2 separate regions of the Arabidopsis thaliana genome follow, and region 1 is linked to region 2. Evidence: chromatin contacts called from public capture Hi-C data. All regions are on one chromosome and are shown on one strand. Each heading gives the region's core, a stretch centred on a gene start, on an enhancer-like site or on the middle of the called end of the contact. The rest is flanking DNA. Distances are from core to core; before and after follow the strand shown. Region 1 holds the start of AT3G10180 (P-loop containing nucleoside triphosphate hydrolases superfamily protein). Region 2 holds the start of AT3G09970 (Calcineurin-like metallo-phosphoesterase superfamily protein).

The links. Capture Hi-C pulls out chosen DNA fragments and counts their contacts.
Region 1: a capture Hi-C map of shoot shows a contact between it and region 2, with 5 times the contacts expected there. The contact joins the promoter of AT3G10180 here to the promoter of AT3G09970 in region 2. A contact is called at or near these places in 1 of 26 Hi-C or Micro-C datasets (root) and 2 of 3 other capture datasets (seedling and shoot).

The regions. Positions count from the first base shown.
Region 1 is chr3:3,151,422-3,156,733 of TAIR10.1, reverse strand. AT3G10180 (P-loop containing nucleoside triphosphate hydrolases superfamily protein) reads left to right here and starts at 1,919. Exons shown (of 32, transcript NM_111853.4): 1 at 1,919-2,216; 2 at 2,316-2,405; 3 at 2,582-2,700; 4 at 2,823-2,936; 5 at 3,020-3,101; 6 at 3,291-3,358; 7 at 3,436-3,510; 8 at 3,600-3,745; 9 at 3,841-3,943; 10 at 4,101-4,181; 11 at 4,307-4,375; 12 at 4,463-4,522; 13 at 4,604-4,771; 14 at 5,099-5,155; 1 more. The coding sequence starts at 2,090. It overlaps AT3G10190 (Calcium-binding EF-hand family protein), which reads right to left and starts at 1,511. Exons shown (of 1, transcript NM_111854.5): 1 at 547-1,511. The coding sequence starts at 1,425. The coding sequence ends at 796. It overlaps AT3G10195 (Putative membrane lipoprotein), which reads left to right. Exons shown (of 2, transcript NM_001035590.2): 2 at 1-183. The coding sequence ends at 104.
Region 2 is chr3:3,060,659-3,065,329 of TAIR10.1, reverse strand. It overlaps AT3G09970 (Calcineurin-like metallo-phosphoesterase superfamily protein), which reads right to left and starts at 1,594. Exons shown (of 4, transcript NM_111832.3): 1 at 1,007-1,594; 2 at 602-669; 3 at 243-422; 4 at 1-163. The coding sequence starts at 1,517. AT3G09960 (Calcineurin-like metallo-phosphoesterase superfamily protein) reads right to left here and starts at 3,385. Exons shown (of 4, transcript NM_111831.5): 1 at 2,824-3,385; 2 at 2,475-2,542; 3 at 2,145-2,324; 4 at 1,736-2,045. The coding sequence starts at 3,340. The coding sequence ends at 1,875. It overlaps AT3G09950, which reads left to right and starts at 4,610. Exons shown (of 1, transcript NM_111830.4): 1 at 4,610-4,671.

The sequences.
Region 1 (5,312 bases), core at 670-3,169, 91 kb before region 2:
CGATTTGTTACAACGGATATTGTTGTTGTATCTGTTCTGCTAAAAGACTTCCTGCTTCTACTACTCGAAAACCTCCTTCTCCATCAACCTCAAAATTAGTCTGATCTGATATAATATATTTATGCATGTTGCTTTTATTTTAGCTGGGATTAAAGTAGTTAATTAGGACTACTTCATTACTTCACTATTATCTTCTTCACACGCATCTTTCATCTACAATGTATTTCTATTATCAATCATCCCTACGACTCATACATACACTGACGAGCTAAGTTAACATGGCCAATTGGTTTTTAAAACCTAAATATTATATACTAACATTTTGCAAAAATGGCAGTAGAATATAAGAAAATAGAAAATGGTACAAGAATCTTATATATTCAAAGGAGCAATGAAATTAAGAACATGCCTTTTGAGGAATCTGACAAATTAGACCATTGTTTTTCTTTCACAATTTAATGGAAAAATTATTGTGCCTCACATGTCCTAGCATTAATGGTATAAATGAATTTTGACTGAAAAAGCTGCAAACTGAGTAAATTCTCAAATCTAAATGCATCTTTATGCAATTTATTTAATTTAAGAATGGATTATATCAGAATCTTTATTATTAATTACTTCATACTCAAAATTTCATCTTTTCTTCGTTAGAACTACAGCTTATTCAGCTTAAAAAAAACACTAATTCCCAAGAAAACAAAAGATACTCGTAACCCTAGAACAAGGGCAAAAAGAGCTTCATAGGCATAGCAAAAACAAGAAAAAAAAAACTTTGAAAAAAAAGAAAAGGGAAGATCAACGCTGGAGATCCATCATTCGTGAGAACTCAGTGAAGCACACAAAACCATCACCGTCCTCATCAACATCTGCTATCATACGCTTACAATCATCTAACGTGCACCGTTCATCTCCGATGGTCGAGAAAACTCGTAGAAGCTCATCAGCCGAGATCAAACCGTCACGATCCGCGTCAAAGAACTCGAAAGTCTCCTTCAGCTCAGTCGAGTCACGAGCCGGATCTAAAGAGACTACACGACTCGCAAGCTCTTCAAGACGGATCGTACCGTCGCCGTCGCAGTCCACCTCTTTAAGCATAACGTTGATCTCCTCCTCCGTCAAAGGATCAGGACCTAGCCGGCTAAGTAACGACTCAAGATCGTGTCTAGAGACAGCTCCGTCGTTGTCTCTGTCTATCAACTTAAACGCTTGGAGAATCTCGACGTAGGAATAAGGAGAAGGAACCTCCGGGAGAATGCTAGTCGGGGTAACGGAACCGCCACCGCCATCACCACCGGAGTTTTTACAGTCTTGGCCGGAAGATGAGGAAGCGGATCCGAAGGAAAAAGCCGTGGGGGACTTAGAGACAGTGGAACGATCTTTGGATCTGATGAAGAAACGTTTTGGAATTAGTTTGGCGAGTTTCATAGTGTGAATTTAATGATTTGATGGAGAAAGTGAAGACATATATAAATGGGGGGAGTGATAAGTGTGAGAGTTTACCTATTGGCAATTTCCTGGAAGTTTCCTACTCAACTTTAACTTTATCGTTATTTCATTTATTTTTTTAGTGTAACTGTACTTAGTTAGATTAACCGAAAAGTACGAGTTTTAGTTGTCTTTAGTTACGTGTTTCAAGGATCTTTTTTTGGATAAATTATATGCAAACATTGAATATATGTATTCTAAAGTTTATCGATTCATAATCCTCAATCATACTAATTAAACAATTACAAACATATTCATATGCTTTGGTTAGAAGTTAGATTTATCCAAACCTTGTTTTTCTTTTCTTTTCTTTCTGAGACGTACATTATTACACTTGAACAAATATCCAAACTTTGAAACATTAATGAAATTACAATTTATCATAATCATAGTTCAAACTTCAACAAGGCGTAGTATTTTAAAATAGTTTGGTTGGGGAAGCGCGATTGTCTGGTGTATTAACTAACCGGTTCGATACGGTTTTTGAAATTCGATTTTTTTTTAAGGTAAACTAGATTTTGAGAGGGAGGGAAAACTAATTTCGAACACCTGAGAAAGAGATATTTTAGGTCTTACTTTGTTCGCCGGAGAAGATTATCGGAGAATGGAGAGAATCCATGTCTCAGTCAGAGCGCGACCGCTTTCGTCGGAGGACGCGAAGACAAGTCCCTGGAAGATCTCTTCCGACTCAATTTTCATGCCCAATCACTCTTCTCTCGCTTTTGAATTTGGTACTCTTTTTCTCAATTCCCTTCTCACTTCTCTATCCATTTTCTTCTCCTGCTTGCAATTTTCATACCCAAGCTCTCTCTATTTTCCTACAATAACAGATCGAATTTTTAGAGAAGATTGTAAAACTGTCCAAGTGTATGAGGCGCGGACGAAGGAGATTGTTTCTGCCGCTGTTCGTGGATTCAACGGTAAAATGCAGCAATTCTACTAATGGGTTTAGCTGATTTACTTAGCCCTTTTCGAATTGTTGCTTCAATTTTGATAATTTGGGGTTCTTTTGATTTGAATCTCCCTTGCTCCTTTTTTTGGGTTTCAAGGGTACTGAGTTTTTCGTTTTTGGCTAATGATATCTGCTCGATTGAAGGAACCGTATTTGCTTACGGGCAAACTAACAGTGGCAAGACGCATACAATGCGAGGCTCACCTATTGAACCTGGAGTTATTCCTCTCGCTGTACATGATTTGTTTGACACTATATATCAGGTTCATCCCTTTACATTCTTAGCATTAGTTGTTGTGAATTGGATTTTTCTAGTTTTGGTGTTCTTTGTGGGAAGGTATTGATTTGAGGAACAACTGTTTTTCTTTTTGCTCTATCCCCTTAGGATGCAAGTAGAGAGTTTCTGTTGCGTATGTCGTACCTGGAGATTTATAATGAAGATATTAACGATTTGCTGGCCCCTGAGCACAGAAAACTACAGATTCATGAAAATCTAGAGGTACTTATTGTATGTCTTCTTAGAATCCCCTGTAACCAAATTCTCTAGCGATTCTGATGTGCTTACCAATCTTAATGTTATAGAAAGGAATATTTGTTGCTGGATTACGAGAAGAGATTGTCGCTTCCCCTCAACAAGTCCTTGAAATGATGGAATTTGGAGAATGTACTTTCTGTTTTCTTCTCATTATTTTCTTTATTTTGTTTGTTTTAAACACAATTCTTGTGTTTTCTTCACCTGTGCACATGCATTTGTATAGCATCTCCTGGTTTTAATCTTCTGTCTCCAATCTTGGTTTCGCTAATATTGATTTAGTTGATGGATATTCTTTTGTCTTTGGAAATATAATTTCAGCTCATCGGCATATTGGGGAGACAAATATGAATCTTTACAGTAGCAGATCTCACACTATTTTTCGCATGGTAAATATGTATACTCAACCTTAGTGCTTAGTTTAATGTAAGTTGATTTTTAACTCGCCAGCTTTTTTATTAAACAGATTATAGAAAGTAGACAGAAGATGCAAGATGAAGGTGTTGGAAATTCCTGTGATGCAGTTCGTGTTTCTGTTCTGGTATTATTCCATTGGAACTAGTGTTTTTGTTCCCTTATATGCAACGTATTATTTTCTTTTTCAGCTTTCTTCTTTCTTACCATTTGTAGAATTTGGTGGATCTAGCTGGTTCAGAACGGGCTGCAAAAACCGGTGCAGAGGGTGTTAGGTTGAAGGAGGGCTCACATATAAACAAAAGCTTGATGACACTCGGGACTGTCATAAAAAAACTGAGTGAAGGAGTAGAAACTCAAGGGTAGGTTTTTCTTGTCAGTTTTGTTAGGGAACGAAGCATATGGTACATAAGCATTAAGTGTCTAATCTTATTGGCCTTTTATTTGGTTGAGTCAGTGGTCATGTCCCGTACCGAGACAGCAAGCTTACAAGGATCTTGCAGCCTGCCTTAGGTGGGAATGCCAACACAGCTATTATATGCAATATCACACTTGCACCGGTATGTATTAATCACCAATAATATAATCAGGATAAGCGAGGCAGATGAAACCAATAACAATCTTTATTTTCTCTTTGTTTGCTTTGGTGCGATTAACAATGTTAATATTCGTTTCCTTTGGTGTGATTAACAATATTAATCTTCGTTTTGATGTTAGATTCATGCAGATGAAACCAAGAGCAGTCTTCAGTTCGCTAGCCGAGCACTGCGTGTCACTAACTGTGCCCATGTCAATGAGGTTGGATCCGAATCATTTTGCACATATTCTCTCTATCTTAACATGCTTTCTAATTAAGTATGTTAGAAGCATTTTCTTAAAAACTAATTATCCATCCATTCTTGTTTTTCCACTTTTCAATACAGATTTTGACTGATGCTGCTCTATTAAAGCGCCAGAAGAAGGAGATAGAGGAGCTCAGATCCAAACTAAAGGTTTCTTGATCGTTTTCAGTATTATTTTCTTAAAAGTTATCTCAAGTTTATATAGTGGGTTAATAAATATCAGCTATTCTATCGCAGACTTCTCACTCTGACCATTCAGAAGAAGAGATTCTTAACTTGCGTAACACCTTGTTGAAGGTATGTCATTTTTTCTTTATTACTTAGTTGTTTATTCTTTCATACGTTTCTGATATATCCTTATATCCTGTTTTTCTGCAGTCTGAATTAGAGAGAGAGCGAATAGCACTTGAGTTAGAAGAGGAGAAGAAGGCACAAGCTCAGAGGGAAAGAGTTTTGCAGGAGCAAGCCAAAAAAATCAAGAACTTGAGTTCAATGGTTCTTCTTTCGAATAGAGATGAGAAGCGTGAGCAGGATCACTTTAAGAAGGTTTTTCCTGTTTCTTCCATCAATTTACTTTTCGATAACTTGAGAGTTTATAACAGCATGGCCAGGTGCTAGCATTTATCGCTAAACTTCAAATTACGGAACCATAGTGGAAAGAGGATAAACATTTGATATGTAGTGGAACAAGATATGCTATGCGACTTGTAACCTAATTCTCGCCTAGTTTAATTAGAATGATCTCAGCATCTCGTTGTTGAATACTCTTGTTGGCGATGACATTAGTATGACACTGTTAAGTGAATTAATTAAGTATCTTTGTCACATTTTTTTCCCATCTCTTCTTAGATTTGATATGTTGTTTGTTTGCAGGGAAAAAGGAGGGATACATGGTGTATTGGTAAGCTTTCACGAGACTCCACATCAGAGGTGAATGTTGCATAAATGAAGAAAAACACATGAGAAAAATGTTGACTTTGGCAGCCATAAATATACTTTGTTTCTTTCGTATCAGGATCAGTCTAATGTTTTGTCAAGGGGATCCTCTCTTGAATCTGCAAGATCCGAGCGTGAGACTGGTCCACTA
Region 2 (4,671 bases), core at 345-2,844:
ACAAATTATCGGTGTCACGGATAATCTTCTTGGAAGGAAGAACAATTGCTGCCACTGGTTTATCCGGGAATCCACCGCCTTCATCGATGATCAATCTCATACCATCGATGTGAAGTTTTCCATGGTGCCCGCTAACAACAACAGTATGTTTATCATCCAGCTCCTGAAGAATGTTTCAGAGAAAGAGATTTCAAAAACTAAGGAAGATCTTAACACAAAGTTTGATTCTTTCGATGCCTTACCTGTGGGATGTCCCAAACGTTTTTCCTACCACTTAGATGTTGTATTTTTGAGATGCTAGTGTCTTTAGCTCTCAAAAGCTTCAGTTGTTCTTCTACGTTATTCCCTTTCTCTAAACCAGCATGTACGGCGATCAACTTACAATGCTTAAGCCCTTCCTCTGTTTCTATACAAACATCGTCCTGCAACAGAATAACCAAGTGGACTTATGATAGCTCCTTTGTTGGAATTAGCATGGATGTTACCATCTAAGGGGTTGCAAGAGATTAATCCGTAAGTCTAAAGTTCGAGTTTTGTAACCACTAAACTACTATTCCTACAAACATCACAGGGTAGCACGGTAGGAGAAAAGAGCCCGTACCTCTTCATGAACCCATACCATATTGGTCAAGAACTTCTTGTGACTCTCAGGTACTGCCTTCATCAAATCTATCAACGGAATAGATAACAAACAAGTATTAAAATGTCATCATTTCATCAGCACAAAGATGAGACTCATGAGAACATGTAAACTCCAAATCGAGAAAGATTCAAACTTTAGCCAACCACGTAGCTCTATATTGAAATGTGAACAGATCCAATCGTTGCATGACCACCAAATTCACAAGAATGACTTGTACGAGAGAATAGAAGTGTGTACAGATTCAATCGCAGCTTAAATAACCAAATTTCACAAACAACTTCAACCAGCTTACAAGTTTCCACCAAATGTAATAACAAATTAAAACCTATGAAGAACCCAAAACACAATGATTGAGAAATTTACCAGAAGATCCATGTGGAACGCCATAAGATTCAAAAGTCGATCCAGCATCGTAAATCGATCCTTTATAAGCCATCCCTTTCACAGAATTGAACGTAGCCTTAATTTTACCAGCCCATCTTCTACCTTGAAGATGCATATCTTCGAACCCTTCACCTGTATACCATCCTTCTGTCTCCTCACTTTTTGAGTACTCCTTCCACGTATCCTTCAAATCAGATCCATCTGAAGGACGAGGCAACAAACCTAAGAACCCAGAGAAGGCAAAGTCATGGTTCCCGGCGAGAAAGACATGAGTTTGATCGGGATGTTTCTCCGGCAGAGAGATTAAGAAATCGATGACTTTTCGAGTCTCCGGTCCACGATCGCAGTAATCGCCAAGGAATATGACGAGAGCTGAGCTGAAATCTGATGGGTCGATGGCAGATTGGAGATTAAGCCAGAGGTTATTGAGCTTTGATATGTATCCATGGATGTCTCCGACGCAGATCACCGTTCGTGGTTTTTGCGCCATTAGTCTCTCTCTGTTTCTTGAAATGATGATAATGTACTTGTGGGCTTCATGGGCCTTTGGCTATATATATTATTTCGAAATAATAACATGTTTTTTTGGTCGTCTAGTTTTTCTTAGCTTCTTCTTATCTCCTTTCTAAGTTGGTGGTTCATAAGCTAACAACATGCAAAAGAATTTACAAGTTTCAAAATTTTTTTTCATAACAGTGTTAAGTAGTTATACCATTTTCTAATTTTGGAAAAAAATTATCAAGTTATACAAGTAGCGGAAAAGACCGAAACACTAATTAAAAAGTAACAACAGAACAATCACAAAAACTACTAGAAGTTTCAATTTTAATATGAAGACATGATATACTTAATTGGAAAAATTATCGGTGTCGCGGATAATCTTCTTAGAAGGAAGAACAATTGCAGCCAAAGGTGTATCGGTATATCCACCACCTTCATCGATGATCAATCTCAAGCCATCGATGTGAAGTTTCCCATGGTGGCCGCTAACAACAATAGTCTTTTTATCATCCAGTTCCTACAGAGTATGTTCCAGAGCAAACAAAGTCATACAAAGAGATTTCAAAAGAGAGCAAGATCTTAATACAAAGTTTGGTTCTTTCAATGTTTTTTTTACCTGTGGGATCCCCCAAACGGTTTTCCGACCAGTTAGAGGTTGTATTCTTGGGATGCTTGTGTCTTTATCTCTCAATAGTTTAAGCTGTTCTTCTACGTTATTCTTTGTCTCTAGACCAGCATGTACGGCAATCAACTTACAATGCGTAAGGCCTTCCTCTGTTTCTATACAAACATCATCCTACAATAGTATCAACAATATGATAACTATTACTACATGTACATTTTCCTACAAATTTAGCTTATGCTTTCTTAGACAAAAAGTATTTGCTTTATAACAACTCAACATTTGTTCCTAAGAAACGTCACATGGTAGGAGAAAAGCCCTTACCTCTTTATGTACCCAAACCATATTGGTCAAGAATTTCTTGTGACTCTCAGGTACTGCCTTTATCAAATCTATCAAGGAAAAGAAAACAAACAAGTTTCAAAACCAATACCAATAGATTCAAAACAGTTATAAAATTTCATAATTTCACTAGTACAGAGATGAGAACATGAAAACTCCAAATCGAGAAAGATTCAATTATATTTTTGGTTAACCAAAGATCCAATCATTACTTATTTGACTGATCACCAATTACATGATCGATCACTTGACCTATATTTACAGTTTCCGACAAAGACAAACGTCTAATCATAAACTATAACCAGAAAGAAGAATCAATGGAGAATGTCACCAGAAGATCCATGAGGAACGCCATAAGATTCAAAAGTAGACGCCGCATCGTATATTGATCCATTATACAACACTCCATATGCGGAATAATCGAACTGAACCCTAATCTTTCCCGCCCATCTCCTGCTTTGGAGATGCATATTCTCAAACCCTTCACCTTTATACCATCCTTCTCTCTCCTCACTTTTTGAGTACTCTTTCCACGTTTCCTTAAACTCAGACCCATCTGAAGGGCGAGGTAACAAACCCAAGAAGCCAGCAAAAGCAAAGTCGTGGTTTCCGGCAAGAAAGACATGGGTCTGATCGGGATGTTTCTCCGGCAAAGAGATCAAGAAGTCGATGACTTTTCGAGTCTCCGGTCCACGATCGCAGTAGTCGCCGAGGAAGATGACGAGAGCTGAGCTGAAATCTGAGTTTTGGATATCGGATTGAAGATTAAGCCAGAGTTTATTGAGCTTTGATATGTTTCCATGGATGTCTCCGACGCAGATCACAGTTCGTGGTTTTTGGGTCATCATTAGTCTTGTTTCTTGCAATGCAATCAATAATTCTAAGCATTATTTGATTCGATGATGTTTGATAGTTTTGTCAACAAAAGTCAACTGTTTCAATGGTTATGATTACATAAGGTACTTCATCGCAACCGTCGAAATCTTCGCGTGTAAACATTTCAGATCGTACGGTCAAATTCCTATGTACTCAATGACTTTTCTTCATTATTTCATAAGAAAAAAAAGACTAATTATTATTCACATTACTATTACAGCATCATACAATTCTTCAATTCTCTCAATCGCTCTTCTTGATTCTCTCGTGTAATTATTATTCTGTAATTGCTCTTTTTGACATAAACATGTTTTGGATATTGTTGTGTTGTGTGGAGTATAAAACGGATTAATTTTCTTATAGCGGAAAAAACTGGGATGATGATATTAGCTGGCTTTTTAACTGTAATAAGATATCAATTAATTTGTACTTTCGTAGTGCATGTGGTAATTAACATAAAGTTTTAGGAGGAATCAATTAATCCATGGCAACATGTGGTAATTAAACCAACTCCATTTTAAAAATTCTTATAAACTACAATTTATATAAGTCAATTTCCTGACACCGGAAGTATTTTTAAATATTTTATCTCAAATTTTTATTACTTATTTCGATGGTGGTTCAAAGAATATATACTTGCCCAGAGCATAGCATGTGGAAAACATTGGACTGACTTTTGAGGCATAACTTTTTTTTTTAAAACGCCAACAGAAATTTTTCTTCATGATATATTGATATGCTTACTAGTTTCTTCACGTCCCTAATTCATTAATTCTCTTACGTTTTCTGGTTTGTGTAAATAATATACATTCTTTTTCTTTGGGCAAAAATATAATATTCATTCTTAAACGGAAAGTAACATGGTATAATTGAATGAGACGGTGACGTATATACAGCCAGACTGCAGTAATAATATTCGTGAATCGTGATTATAAATTCATAATTACGTACATCTCCTTCTTAATTAACTTACTCACGCAATTCCATTCATGGCTAAAATAATGTGCTCTTCACCAAACGTTACTAACTTACCAATTTTATACACACATCATCTTTTCTTTTGATAAAAGCTCTTCCCCTTTGTGGTATTGTTCTTAATTACGATAAATATCTTCAATGATTAAAACCCAATTCATTCCCCTTGTTGCTTCTTTAATCGAACTCATGAGGTGGCTTATATAAATGGTATAATTAATGTGGATTAAAATTGTACCCTTTAATTCATGTAATGTGTCATTTCCGTTTCTTCACGTAATCTCACCGTAATCTCTATATATAAGCACACAAGCAACACAATCGATCA